Linked DNA regions of Sus scrofa: all the other regions are linked to region 1. The links are chromatin contacts, called in public Hi-C and HiChIP or PLAC-seq maps. All regions are on one chromosome and are shown on one strand. Each heading gives the region's core, a stretch centred on a gene start, on an enhancer-like site or on the middle of the called end of the contact. The rest is flanking DNA. Distances are from core to core; before and after follow the strand shown.

Region 1 (3,598 bases), core at 534-3,033:
CTTTTTAGGGTCACATTGGTCAAATTGGAGCTACAGCTGCCTGCCTACACCACAGCCATAGCAACATGGGATCCCAGACACATCTGCAATGTACAACACAGTTCACAGCAATGCTGGATCCCTGACCCACTGAGTGAGGCCAGGGATCAAACCCACAGCCTCATGGATACTAGTCAGATTTGTTTCTGCTGCATCACAATGGCAACTCCGCATGCTCAAGTTTGAAAACCACTGCCTTAGATGTACATGCTGAAAAAAAAGAGGAGGGTTAACAGCAAACATCCAATTCAAGAATTTAGGACAAAAGAACATTAATATCAACCCAAAAATAATAAAAGGAAGAAAAGAATGGTGTGAAGGGCAGAAAATTTCTTTACAATGTATTTTAATGGCTTTAATTCTATGTTAGGACTCTTAGGCATTATCTTTGCTTCTGGGTTGTAACGATCCCAATTTTCCTCCAGGTTGACTCTGACTGGGGAGCGCCTCACTGCAAGGAAGTTGAGCAAAGAAGAAAAGAATGTTTCAAGATCTCTCATTTAATGTCTCTCATTCTCATACATACGCATACTTTTTTTCTGGATAGAATCATAATAGGATATTAAAAATGCTTTTCCTTGGGGAAAGGGACTTGGGGTAAAAGAGGCACAATTTTCATTTTTTTCTTTCAAAATATTTCCCTTCAGTTTGAATTTATAATCCTATACATATATTACTTTTACGTTTTTAAAAATGATAACAAGGGTTATTTGTACTGTGAGATAATGGGTAACTTTTATTAAAAAAATTTAGTTAATATTATACTATTGTTAACAGCAATAACAGCAAACCAAGTCCCATATCTGGATTGGATCAGAACATTTTTTGCCTAATTCACAATTTCTTTATGGGAATAAATTAGCAGTCTCATAAAATGTGCAAGCAATTTTCTGATAAACTCTAAAGGAATCGAAAATTTGTTCTAAGAAACCCACTCACCCATATGCCAGTCAAGAACCTAATTACTTCTACCCAAATGCAATTTTCTTATCTAACAATGATTATCTATTTCTACACAATATCCCTATCAAGAGTAAATCTTTGAATTAGCTTGGTAGACTCCTTCTCCTTTGCAGCAAGATTTGTAATAATTTTTTTTTCCTGAGGCATGCATAAGTTCCTGGGCAGGTATCCAACCCTCACCACAGCTGTGACTAGAGCAGGAACAGCGACAATGATGGGTCCTTTAACCGGTAGGCCACCAGGGAACTCCCAAGATTTGAAATAAATTTTAATGAACGGTCTTAACTAAATCACTTGGAAATACATCCTTTAACAGCGTTTTAAAACGGCATGTTTTCGAGACCTTCAAAAACGTGGAAAATGTACACCTCGGTCACCAATCTAACGGAAAGAGGGGTTGATGGCTGATGGCCATAGAACTATACGAATAGAACTAATTCATTCATTCGACAAGTATTTGAGTTCGCACGTATGCCAGGCTTTCGTATTCGAGTTCTACCACGTGCTAGGTACGGTTCTAGGCTTGCGGGACAGAAATACGAACAAACGGTGTTGGGGGAATAAAACTACGGTACCCCACAGTATCTCGCGCTTCTTCCTCTTCCCGGGTGGGCGCTTCTCGCCACTAATCTCTTCCCATGATTCCAGCCGTGCGGAAAAGCCCCGCCCGCTGGTGTGCCATTTGCCTAGTCTCTTAGGAAGAGATGGACTACAACTCCCATAGTGCCATAGTGGGGCTCCTTGTAAGGGCTCCACCTCTACCCCCCCCAACCCCGGCCCTATGGAGGACGACTACAGTTCCCAGGGTGCTTTGCTTCCTATTTTGGGTGTAATTGCTTCTTTCCTGGTGCCGGACGCGGTAGAAGCGATCAAGAGTGCCAGGCCCGGGGTTCTCTGTGTCCTTCCCCGGGGTAGGGACGAGGCAGTGTCTTGACTTTTGGGCGCAGGGCCCAAGAGGGAGCGCGGGAGGCACCGTCCCTCCTGTACGCCTCACCTCACGCTACTCTCCGTCTTCTCCGACTTCCGCCGCCTGGACGGCTCCCGACCGACCGCCCGGGGCAGAGGTGGAAGTCTCGGACGCGGGGGCTGTGGCGAGGCCGCGGCCCTCGGAGCGGAGATAGCAGCGTCAGCGCTGGGGAAGCGCAGGAAGGAAGATGGCGTCGGAGCTGGAGCCCGAGGTGCAGGCCATCGACCGGAGTTTGCTGGAATGTTCGGCTGAGGAGACCGCGGGGGTGAGTGCCGGGACCCGGGCGGAGACGTCCGGCTGTCGCAGGCCGCGCCCCGGGGGAGGAACCGACTCCTGGAAATCCGGGAGCTGCCGGGCCCGGACTTGGGGTGACGACCGCGCCGGCTTCTCGGTTCTCGCCCTGTGGGTAACGGCCCAGGGAGGCCCCAGATTCTGCTCCTGTCCTTCTGTCTTTATCCACAAATAGCCCGCAAGTCTGCTGGATGCACAGCCACCTTCACGTTCCTTTTCGCGCTTCCATTATTTCTCCCAGGAAGTCCCTAACCCAGGGCCTTTGCCTTTTATGCCAACTCTTGGAAGATAGGAGGGAGAGACGCTTCCTGGTGCTTGGGGTACTTTATCCCTTCTGCTTCCTTTTCCTGAGATAAGCTGAGCCTTGCCTCCTCCTCTGAAACCTGCTACCTCACTTTGTTTCTGGGACCGCTCTAGGCACCGAAGGATGCAAACGATATCGTTCTTCCTCTTTACCCTGTTTTGTGCGTTTTTGCACCTGTTTGGTCAGTCGACAGCGTTGATGAATGTGCAGAAAGTAGTGTCTTGACACGTTTACTGAGATTGAGAAAGTAGTGGTGGAGACTGGGAGATTAAAAATAATTTTTCCAGGAGTTGGGGGTAGTTGGGTGGATAAACGAACATTATATAACTTTGAGAGAACAACTCTTAGTAAATGGATGCTAATAATGTGAAGTTTGGTCATGGTATAGTGGGGGCAGTTATGCCCCAAACTTAAAGCATTCAGACCCAGTATTGTACTGAAACTGTAATATGAATATGCTTGTATAAGTAGCAGAGTTGTAAAATAATTAACAAAACTTTATGGCATCTTTCCTTAAGAACACGGAACACCTATTAGAACAGATCGTTCGGAATGATTAAGAATGGACCCAAACAGCTGAGGCCCCACCTCTAAGGCCTTGGATTTAAAAAGCTGCTAGGAAGGGAGTGACCTTTGAACACAAGTCAACAATCTGAATGTTAGGAACAAAATTTCAGTGGTGTTCTGTAGTGAGTTATTTCGGGGTGAATTGATGACAGTAAAGTTGTAGTGGAAATAAATCACAGGAATAGAGGTGAAACATTTGAAGAAATACATTGTTGAATGATGAGTCTTTGTTTTTTTGTTTGTTTTTTAGTCTAGATGTGTTTTCATTTACTTTCTGCTTAATATTGCAACAATCCAAGGATTTTCCCCACCTGCCTTTCATTTATAAAGAGACTTGAAAAAGAAAATGAAAGTAAATAGTAAAATGGTAATGACAGTTACTGCCTATCCATGTCATCCTGTCAGTACCCATATTGACATCTAATCTCCTCAAAAAAAATTTTTTTTTTACTCCTACGGAGTTTTGT
Region 2 (3,372 bases), core at 302-2,801, 280 kb after region 1:
TTGAGTTTAGATGGTTAACCAGCCCCTGCAGGTGCCTGTTGTTGTGAGAGGTGCTGTAGAAGATTCAGAGATGTGATGACTTCCCTGCATTCAGAGAACCCTGTCTAATCAGGGAAACAATAAACCAAACAATACAGGATAAAGTCTGTGGTGATGCCTTTAAGTGCTGACTGTCAAACAGTGACATTGCCTTAGACCTTAACATAAATATACATAGACTGTGCTAGACATTTGGCAATGCCTGGAGACAAGAACTTTGTCACCACTAGGATGGAGATGCTACTGGCATGCAGTGGGTAGAAACCTGGGATGCTGCCAAAATATTCTACAACCAACAGGACAAAGAATTATCTGGCCCCAAAAGCCTATAATGCCGAGAAACATTTAAAATTTTTTTTTTTTTTTTGCTTTTTTTTTAAGGCTGAACCTGCAGCATATGGAGGTTCCCAGGCTAGGCATTGAATCAGAGCTACAGCTGCTGGCCTACGCCACAGCCACAGCCACGCCAGCTCCGAGCCACCTCTTTGACCTATACCACAGCTCATAGCAACACCGGGTCCTTAACCCACTGAGTGAGGCCAGGGATCAAACCCACAACCTCATGGTTTCTAGTCGGATTCTTTCCGCTGTGCCACTACAGGAATTCTTAAAAAATAAACATGCTGAAGGAATTCAGAAAAAGGAGAGACTTCTCAAGATACTTGCTAGTCATGAGTTCTCTTGTGGCTCAGCGGGTTAAGGTCCAGTGTTTCACTGCTGTGGCTCAGGTCACTGCTGTGGCACAGGTTTGATCCCTGACTCAGAAACTTCCACATACTGAGGGGGCCGCCAAAAAACAAAGGAAAGAAAGAGAAAGAAAAGAAAAAGAAAAAGCCCTTCTAGTCAAAATGCACTTGAAGCATCCCCATCACTTTGAATCACGTTTAAAATGCAGAATATTGACTCCCCGCCCCTCCTGAATAAAAACGTGATTTTAACAAGATTTTCATGTGACTCCTATGCACATTAATGCTTGAGACACACTGGTCTGGAGGTTTCCATTAAAGACAACACGTGAGTTTTTATTTCTTTCTGAAGAGCAGGAGAGAAGGAAACCTATTCCAGGTGGTGAGAGCTATTATGAGGGAGTTCTGAAATCGTAAGTTGCAATTTCTCGTTTTCGGTACAGCAGGAATAATAATTAACACAGTGTTAACTGCTTACTGGACTTTGTTCTAAGCGCTTTATGTGGAGCAGCTCATATAACTTTCCCAAGGCTATTAGGCAAGATTCGCTATTACGTCCACTTTTTGGGTAAGGGAAACGAAGGGATAGAGGGACCCACTTGATCAGGGACCCACTGACGAAGCCAGGCCGAGGGAATCAGAGATGCCTTTGCCAGCACCCTAAGTCGTCCACACCTCCACCAACACAGAACCAAAGCTGCAGCCCCAAGCTCTCCGCACCAGGTGAAGGATACCGGATCCCGCCAGTCGCCTTCCGGGAGAAGCGCAGCCTAGCGAGCAGAAACCGGAAAATCGTCACCTCACTCCCTACCGGAAGTCGGTGGGAAGCGTTTCCTCGTTTGTGACCAGGCTTCCGGCGATATGAGAATACAGCTGAAATAAAAAGGGATGGTCTTTGAAGATGACCGGGCTCTAAAAAGCTTCTAAGCGGCGCCCAGGAAGCTTTGAGCCACTTTTGATAGGAATCAGGGTTAGCAAAACTTCAGCAGTTCATTGCTGCTAAGAAGGCGCAGGCTACCCGCTCGCCCTGGGGTGAGCTAGAGTAGACATCTCTATGGTCGAGAGACCATAGAGAGGTTCCTTCCCATGCGTGGGGCAACGCCTGAGCAGTAGCAGCTGCGCTGGAAAAATGGCGGAGGAGGAGTGAGTATCAGGGGCTCTGAGATTCTGGGTGGTGCCCTGAGCATCTGGTGCCATCCTCAGTATTTATTTCTCGGTGGCGGAAAATAAGGATCCTTGTGGACTGAAGAGAGACTTAGAAAAGGCTCCAGATTATCGAAGGAGGAGGGAGGAAGTGTTGGGCTGGGGCGGGCGGATGGGGCCTCTGTCAGGTTCGGATTACCTACCTCAAGGGGTGAGGAATGAGTTTGAGGCTGCGGGCTGGAGGGTGGGTTTCCCCAGCCTGACTTAAGTATTATCTCTGCAGCTGGGTCCGCACCCGCCCCAACCCCACGGGGCGGAATCTCATCGCTGGTGGTATCTGTAAAAGGCTATGACAGTAAAAGCTCCATTGACATACGAGGACCAGTGGCTAAGGGGTTCATGGTTCTTGAAAGCTTTTGAGAACTGGAGTCAGAAACGCCAGGTGGCGGGGTGGGAGCGCGGTCCTTAGGAGGTTTTAGACAGTAATGTTTGCGAAGCCCAAGCTGTCGTTTGGAAACGCATTGCAGATTTGTTTCCTAAATACTATCGCTTTTCTCCATTTTCTCTCTCAGGCAAAGAAAAAAGATCCCTTTGGTTCCAGAAAATCTCTTGAAAAAGAGGAAGGCATATCAGGCCCTCAAAGCCACACAGGCGAAGCAAGCGCTTTTGCAAAAGAAAGAGGTAATAGTGGGGAACCAGGTGGAAGGAATGAGAATTTGTGTTCGGTGAGTTTTATCCAGCACATGTTGAACTAATTTGGTACTGACAGTCGGCTTCCCCCATCAGCTGGATGATACATATTTGCTAAACAAAGCAAGTATGTATCAAATGCTTTCTGCAGGCAAAATACTGGAGTAGAGTTTAAGGAAAAAGCCAGTGGAGAGTGTTCCTTCCGGTTCATACCAAGGGATTCGAGAACATGCTTGTGTACCTAAAAGAAAAAAAATTTTCTTTTTTCTTTTTAGGCCGGCAGGTGTGGCACATAGAGGCTCCCAGGCTAGGGTTCAAATTGGAGCTACAGCTGCCGGCCTACACCACAGCCACAGCAACCCCCGATCCCAGCCACATCTGTGACATATACCACAGCTCACCACATCGGGTCCTTCACCCAATGAGTGAGGCCAGGGATCAAACCTGTGTCCTCATGGATACTAGTCAGATTCATTTCTGCTGAGCCACGACAGGAACTCCCAAAAACTTAAAAATTTTACTTACTTTTTTCAACCACATCCATGGCATATGGAAGTTCCTGGGCCAAGATTCCAGTCTGAGCCACAGCTGTGGCATTGCTGGGTCCTTAACCTGCTGTGCCATATTGGGAACTCTAATTTTTTTTTTTTTAATGTACCAGGTTTTTTGGTTTGCGTTTTTTGTTTGTTTTGTTTTTCTTTTTAGGACCACATATATGGAGTATGGAAGTTTCCAGGCCAGAGGTCTAATCAGAGCTGCAGCTGCTGGCCTACACCACAGCTACAACAATGCAGAATACTTAACCCACTGAGTG
Region 3 (3,465 bases), core at 757-3,256, 330 kb before region 1:
TTCTTAGCTTATTGTCCTTCCTCTCTTCTTTACTTGAGATGGACGCAAATTGAAACTTTCACAATCGCCCCTGGATCAAGGGGGAAAAATAAAGAAAGGAATTCAAACACAATACAAGGCAGTAAAAGAAAACTCCTTTCCCACATTTATGCCAGTGGCCACCCCAATAATCCGGTTCTGCAGAAGGACCTCAGGTCTAAGGAATACAACACTTCCCAGGCATCTTCTCCGGGTATAAACCCCTGCTTTAAAAAGTTGAAGCCTAATGTGCTGTTCAACCTACAAATGAATCTTAGGAAGTTCTTAAGTTTTCTTTCTTTTTTGTCTTTCTAGGGCCGAACCTAAGGCATATGGAATTTTCCAGGCTGGGGGTCGAATGGGAGCTGTAACTGCCAGCCTACCTCACAGCCACAGCAACGCCAGATCCGAGCTGTGTCAGGATCTACACCACAGCTCACGGCAACACTGAAGCCTTAACCTACTGTGCAGGGTCAGGGATCAAACCCACGTCCTCATGGATACTAATCGGGTTTGTTACAGCTAAGCCACAACAGGGACTCCCTCCTTTTTTTTTTTTTTTGAAGGCGTAAGCTGTAGTCTGGTAACTGTGTCTTAAAAATAGCTCAAAATTTCAATCTCTAACACCACCTGCCTTTTCTTAAAAACACTGGTTCTTAAATTCTGGTCCGAGGACATTTTCACTGTGGGCTGGAGAGATTAAACTTACTTCCATAATAATAGTAAGACGTTATTTGCAACTTTGCCATTCTGTCACCAGTGTGCAGTGAAGTTTTCCAGACACTGTGGTATAGCAACAGACTGCAGAAGCTGCTGTGAAACCCCAGCTGTCTTCTATTAAGCCAAAATCAGAGATGTGCAAAAACATCTCTTCTCACTAAATTTGTTTCGGAAAATCTAGTTGTACCCCATACAAAGATTAATTACGTTAACATGTAATGAGTTTATTAGTGTTATTTTAATTTTTTACTTTTCTTTTTAGGGCTGCAGGTGCAGCATACGGAAATTCCCAGGCTAGGGATTGAATGGGAGCTGCAGCTGAGGGCCTACACCACAGCCACAGCAAAGCGGGATCCGAGCCCCGTCTGCGACCTACACTGCAGCTCATGGTAACGCTGGATCCTTAACCCACTGAGCGAAGCCAGGAATCCAACCCGCGTCCTCATGGATGCTAGTAGGGTTCCATACTGCTGCGCCACAATGGGAACTCCCAGCGCTATTTTTAAAGGAAAACGCATTTTAAAGATTCTTGGTTGTAATTTCCAGTAAGCTAAACATTCACAGCTAAAACCCACAAAAATAAAAGCTCTCTGGAGTCCTCAACCATTTTTAGAGTGTAAAGGGGTGCTAAGGCTAACTTGAGAACTGATGCTAAAGGTTTTGTTTCTTTCTCCAAAGAACCGAGCAGAGGTTATCCAACCAACTCCTCTGACTTCAGCGACTCTCATCTAAGTCTCAGAAACCCGGCTATCAGCAAGGTATCTCAGTCTGGTTCCGCGGGAAGCGTCAAAGGTCTCATGCCACCTCATTTCAGAGAGATGAAACTTCCTGCCTGTTCTGAGCCTCGGTTTATTTCGCAAATGTGAAAGGCCGGGTCTGGAACTTTCGCTGTCCTATATTCTTTACAGCTTTGACACTCTGATTCTTCCTGTTGCCCTGACTCATTACGTTTTATCCTATGAAAAGAAACTCGACAAAACATCAGCCCTTTTCTCGCTCCTTCCCTGCAAACAACGGGCTGAGATAAGGAATAAATATCGCGGAGGGCTCCAGATTGGCAGAACGACACGCGACGGCCAGACATAGAGGCAACTGTATCCGTAAGTCCGCCTAATACCCTCAGCGCGCCCGGTACCTGCCAGAGACGCCGGGCCAGCGCCCCAAACGCCGTTCGCGCCGCCATCTTGCCGCCCCAGCTTCCCGGGATCGCTTCCGGGGTCACAGAGCCATCCTCTGACCATAGAGTTCCGCAAAAGGAAAGAGTGTATCCCTGTGTTCCGGCTCAGGAACAACCATAGAGACGTGATCCTACGCTCTCTGAGGGTGGGACTGTGAATACAGCCAGCTTCCTTCCGGTCGCAGCCGGGCCGGTAAAGCTTCAGCTGGTACCTGGAGGGATACTGAATTCCGCCAGCGTTTCCCTCTTCAAATTACGGTTCCTGTTTTGTTGGAGGCAAACATAACAAATACATGCTTGGAAAAAAAGTATATATTGATGTCATGTCAGCTGATATATTGACAATGTTATCTCTGAGTTAGTGGATTAATGGTTGATTTATTTTCCCGTTATGACGCAGCGAAGCGCTTGTGTACCCGTGGCCCGCAGAAAGCCAAAGTGACAGCGGGAGTTCGCTCCAAAGTAAGGATTTATTGCAGGGCGCCAAGCAAGGGAGTGGGAGACAAGCCTTAGATGTACTCCAACTTGGTCTTTGAGTTAGGTGGGTTTTGTTTTGTTTTGTTTTAAGAGGAAGAGCAAAACAGCTGGGATTAGTCATTGTCTTGTGACATTTCTGAATTGTAGAGTCAAGAGTCATGATGTCACTGGTTTAACGATTCCCTGGCCAGGTGGTCCAAAGCTCCTGGTCTCTTAGCTCATTTTGCCCTGGAGGAACGACCTGAGGTTGTACTTAAGTGATGATGTCTGTAATAGCCATAGTCTTGGCAGGTTATCCAGGGGCCCTTCCGGAACCGGATTACGTCTTTCAATTGTGACATTCACAATTGGCTGGTCTCTCTTAGCCAGAGGAGTTTTCCCATAGCTCTGCAACTCTATTGCGGCTTCTTCCAGGGCTCTTCAGCCCGTCTCTGCCTTGAGTAGCTTCAGCTGGGTGACAGTTCTGCAGCTGTCAATGATGGTGACATTACAGCTTGAGAACAATCTTACGTGTGTTATCTAATCTGATCCTCACAAGAATACATACATTTTATCCTAATTTAAAAGGTGAAAAAACCGAAGCCCAGAGTGAAATGACTCAAAGTCATTATGATGAGTTAGTTACAGCTGAACCAATGACCATCATCAAAAATCCTAGTTCCGGAGTTACCATTGTGGCTCAGCAGAAACGAATTGAGCATCCATGAAGATGCAGGTTCGATCCCCGGCCTCGCTCAGTGGGTTAAGGATCCAGCGTTGCCATAAGTTGTGGTGTAGGTCGAAGACACAGCTCGGATCCCACGTTGCTGTGGCTGTGGTGCAGGCCAGCAGCTGTAGCTTCGATTAGACCTCTAGCCTGGGAACCTTCATATGCTGAGTTCGGCCCTAAAAAGAAAGAAAAAAATCCTAGTTCAGTGCCCTTTGCACCCCTCCAGCTGACCTCAGTAAGCTCCAGTCTCTTAAGTCTCTTTTGGATGTGAGGACTAGAGATTCCCCACGTCCCCACTTCCTGCAAGAAAAGGAGTTATTTTATTTATTTATTTTTTTTAACATGTATGTGGCCTGAACTGCTC
Region 4 (3,226 bases), core at 233-2,732, 470 kb before region 1:
AGTTCAGAGCTTTGGGGGAGCTCTCTGCCTTTCAGCCTCTGCAACTCAGAGAGAAAGTGAACCGAGCTTTGAGAGACATCGAGGAGGCTGATCAGGTCGCCACCTCCGACTCCCCGCCCAGGTGTCCCGCCTCAGCTCGAAGGCCCCAGCGAAGCGGGGAGATGCTGACACCCATCTATCTTGGCTTCTCCAGCCTTCAAGCCTACCTCCTCGGCAGGTGAGCCCCCCGGAGCACTGGCCGTGGCCGCAGACACTCTCCCGCCGCCGCCTCTGGTTTCTGTCTTTGGCGAGGTGGGGGGTCGCCACCTCCAGCCGCGGGGAGGGGCGTGCACCCCTCCCCCAGACGCCCAAACAGAACCAGTCTCCACCGCCGCAGGCGCGGCGTGTTTACAAAGTCGGCGCCGCGCCGCCAATCCCGAGTTTAAAGCTGGGCAGGAAGTGGGGAAGGGGGGGCGGAGGAGACAAAGGGGCTGGGTGCTCTGCTCAACTCAGGTTTGGGGCCCGATTTCTCCGGGTGGCTCACCCCGCGCAGCGACCCCGACCGTCAGACCTGCCCCCTGTGCCCCAGGTGAGGGGACCGGGCGCCCCCCACGCTCAGGTGCGCGCGGCGGGGCAGGCGTGGCGCAGGTTTCCCCGACTTCTGCATGTGAGCGTTTTCTGCTCATCCACTCGCCACGCAAGAAATAAATAACATTAGGCGCTGCTTCTTGACCTCTTACTCTCAGTCTGCACAGTGATAAACTCTGTGTATATTAGCTTATTCCCTCCCCCGCGGCTACCCATCCCACCCTAATTTCACGAAAGAGGAAACTGAGGCAAAGTGAGGTTAGGTAATTTGCCCGAAGTCCCACAGCTGGCGAGTGCTGAGATTCAAACCCAGCCTCTGCGAGCTGCCGGGCACCCGCAAACGGAGACAGACGAGGCGCGGTGCATGAAGGACCCCCATCCAGAGGGGCTGACCCGCGAGTGAACCGCAGAAAACCACAGGCACTACGTAGACTCCACGGCCTGGGAGTGAGGCAGGCACCGGACAGCCTCCTACCGCCGACGCCTCCCGGCTCGCCCCAAAAATACCTGAGGGTTAATTGAGGGCGAGAAGGCAGCCGGATGCAGTGGCACACCTGGATTACGTGACTGCTGGCTCTCGTTCCAAGTGGGCCATTGGCTGGCTCTGGGTCCGTCAGCACAAAACAAAGCTTCCCCAAATATCCAGGCTCAGGAGACTCACTTGGAGAACTTAAGAATACAGATGCCCAAGACCCCTCCTCCAGAGAGTAAAGTCACGGGGATCCGCCGGACCTAGCCAGGTGTGGCTAACAATCAGGCAAGTTTGGAGCGTTCCAGGGATGTGCTTTTTATGAAAAACGATTTCGTTTTTAAATAGGTGTGAAACCGAGGGCTCATTTTCCTAGCCACTTCCGGGGCTCGCTGAACCCACCGTTCACAGGTCACGTGAACCGGGATAACCAGACTCACCCCCGACCCGGCTGGGCCCCACAAAGCCCAACGGGGCGCGCGGCCCCGCCCCCTCGCGGTTCCTCCCCGCCGGGTGACTACAAGTCCCATCCTGCCGTGCGCTCGCGCACATTACGCCAGAGCAAGATGGCCGACGCGGCGGCCACTGCCGGGGCCGGGGCCTCCGGAACGGTAAGGGCGGGAGGCGCGGGGCGGAAGCCCAGAGAGCCTGGGGATTCTGTAATGTCCCCCTAGCCTTGGCAACATGTTCACACCCAGAAATAGGGCCCCACCACATGCTCTGAGTGGAGGAAGGTCTTTCAGGCCGTATATGCCCCCCTCCTCCTCCTCGAGACTTGGCGGCGGCCTCGGGAGTTGGTGGACCTGTGTACTGATTGGCTCATTCTCTGTTGGGGGTTGGGAACCCGGAACACCTCCTGATTGGTCCAGTGGGGCTCTTTTCGCCTTCTTATTGGCCCGCCAAAGTTGGGAGGGATTCCTGTTTCAAAATATTTAGCTTTTTAATTTGTCGATGTTCTTATCATTTGCCCTCCTCTACTCAGCAGCATGTGTTGTTTGTTGTTTTAATTTTCCTCGTTAATGGTGTGGAGATGGGAGGGACAAAAGAGAGATTACTTTTTTTCTAGGAGATGGACCAATGAATTCAATTCTATCCTGCATGTTTCTTCAGCTATATATTCAGATAATCCAAAATAGAAAGTAGGAAACGGCCATTTTGTACTATTGTAATTGATAAGTTTTACCTAGGCAGAAAGGCTGTTTTCGAATTTAGAGCCACTTGGGTGCTCAGTTATTTGGCGAAGAGCTGTAAGTCTAAACATCAGGAGCTACCACACTGATACATAAAGATTTAGCAAAAGAACCTTTGTTTGCCATTGACAATATGTGAACTACATGACTGCATCCTCGTCCTGAGGATGAAAGTATTCTCTTTCTGGGCTGCTGATTTACAGAGATCAGGAAGTAAACAGTCCACTAACCCTGCTGATAACTACCATCTGGCCCGGAGGCGAACTCTGCAAGTGGTTGTGAGCTCCCTGTTAACAGAGGCAGGGTTTGAGAGCGCTGAGAAAGCATCTGTGGAAACACTGACAGAGATGCTGCAGAGCTGTAAGTACCAGGAAACAAGGGGCCTTCTGAGTCAACCAAACATCTGTGCTCTGTCTTGAGAGAGTATTAGGATTTAAGAAAAAGAAGAACCTAGTGGAGTTCCCCTTGTGACGCAGTGGTTAACGAATCTGACTAGGAACCATGACGTTTCGGGTTCGATCCCTGGCCTTGCTCAGTGGGTTAAGGATCCGGCGTTGCTGTGAGCTGTGGTGTAGGTCGCAGACGCGGCTTGGATCCCGTGTTGCTGTGGCTCTGGTGTAGGCCGGTGGCTACAGCTCTGATTAGACCCCTAGCCTGGGAACCTCCATATGCCACAGGAACAGCCCTAGAAAAGGCAAAAAGACAAAAACAAAAAGAAGAACCTAGCAAAGTGATCTATAGGCTCTAGAATCTTTAGACCTCGGTGTAAGTCATCACTCTGCCACTTAATAGCTTGGGTAAGCCATCAACCATAAACCTCCTGAACCTCAATATCCTCATTTATGCAGTGGGATAATTTGCACCTCACAGAGTTGTGAATATGAATGAGATGTATACGTAAAACGGTCAAAGCTGGGAACATTGTCAGCTCTTGATGACCTGTAGGTGCTGCTATTACACTGTTCCCTCTGCTCAAAGAACTCACAATTTTGTTGAAGAA

Evidence for each region. A called contact is a pair of places that touch in the nucleus more often than the background predicts. HiChIP or PLAC-seq counts read pairs in DNA pulled down with a chosen protein or histone mark.
Region 2: a Hi-C map of liver shows a contact between it and region 1, with 3 times the contacts expected there. The contact joins the promoter of RPL7L1 here to the promoter of UBR2 in region 1. A contact is called at or near these places in 6 of 47 Hi-C or Micro-C datasets (embryonic fibroblasts, heart right ventricle, liver and 1 more) and 2 of 2 datasets of contacts at active chromatin or transcription factors (alveolar macrophages and skeletal muscle).
Region 3: an H3K27ac HiChIP or PLAC-seq map of alveolar macrophages shows a contact between it and region 1. The contact joins the promoter of MRPS10 here to the promoter of UBR2 in region 1. A contact is called at or near these places in 3 of 5 promoter capture datasets (fetal liver, fetal skeletal muscle and liver), 3 of 47 Hi-C or Micro-C datasets (embryonic fibroblasts, heart right ventricle and liver) and 2 of 2 datasets of contacts at active chromatin or transcription factors (alveolar macrophages and skeletal muscle).
Region 4: an H3K27ac HiChIP or PLAC-seq map of alveolar macrophages shows a contact between it and region 1. The contact joins the promoter of TAF8 here to the promoter of UBR2 in region 1. A contact is called at or near these places in 1 of 5 promoter capture datasets (liver), 1 of 47 Hi-C or Micro-C datasets (heart right ventricle) and 1 of 2 datasets of contacts at active chromatin or transcription factors (alveolar macrophages).

What each region holds. Positions count from the first base shown.
Region 1 is chr7:37,654,025-37,657,622 of Sscrofa11.1, forward strand. UBR2 (E3 ubiquitin-protein ligase UBR2) reads left to right here and starts at 1,784. Exons shown (of 47, transcript XM_021098699.1): 1 at 1,784-2,234. The coding sequence starts at 2,157.
Region 2 is chr7:37,938,998-37,942,369 of Sscrofa11.1, forward strand. RPL7L1 (ribosomal protein L7 like 1) reads left to right here and starts at 1,552. Exons shown (of 7, transcript NM_001123192.1): 1 at 1,552-1,868; 2 at 2,441-2,549. The coding sequence starts at 1,855.
Region 3 is chr7:37,327,240-37,330,704 of Sscrofa11.1, forward strand. MRPS10 (28S ribosomal protein S10, mitochondrial) reads right to left here and starts at 2,007. Exons shown (of 7, transcript XM_005665997.3): 1 at 1,874-2,007. The coding sequence starts at 1,921.
Region 4 is chr7:37,180,957-37,184,182 of Sscrofa11.1, forward strand. It overlaps TAF8 (transcription initiation factor TFIID subunit 8), which reads left to right and starts at 1,483. Exons shown (of 9, transcript XR_002345722.1): 1 at 1,483-1,647; 2 at 2,430-2,586. It also overlaps a transcript of CCND3 not described here.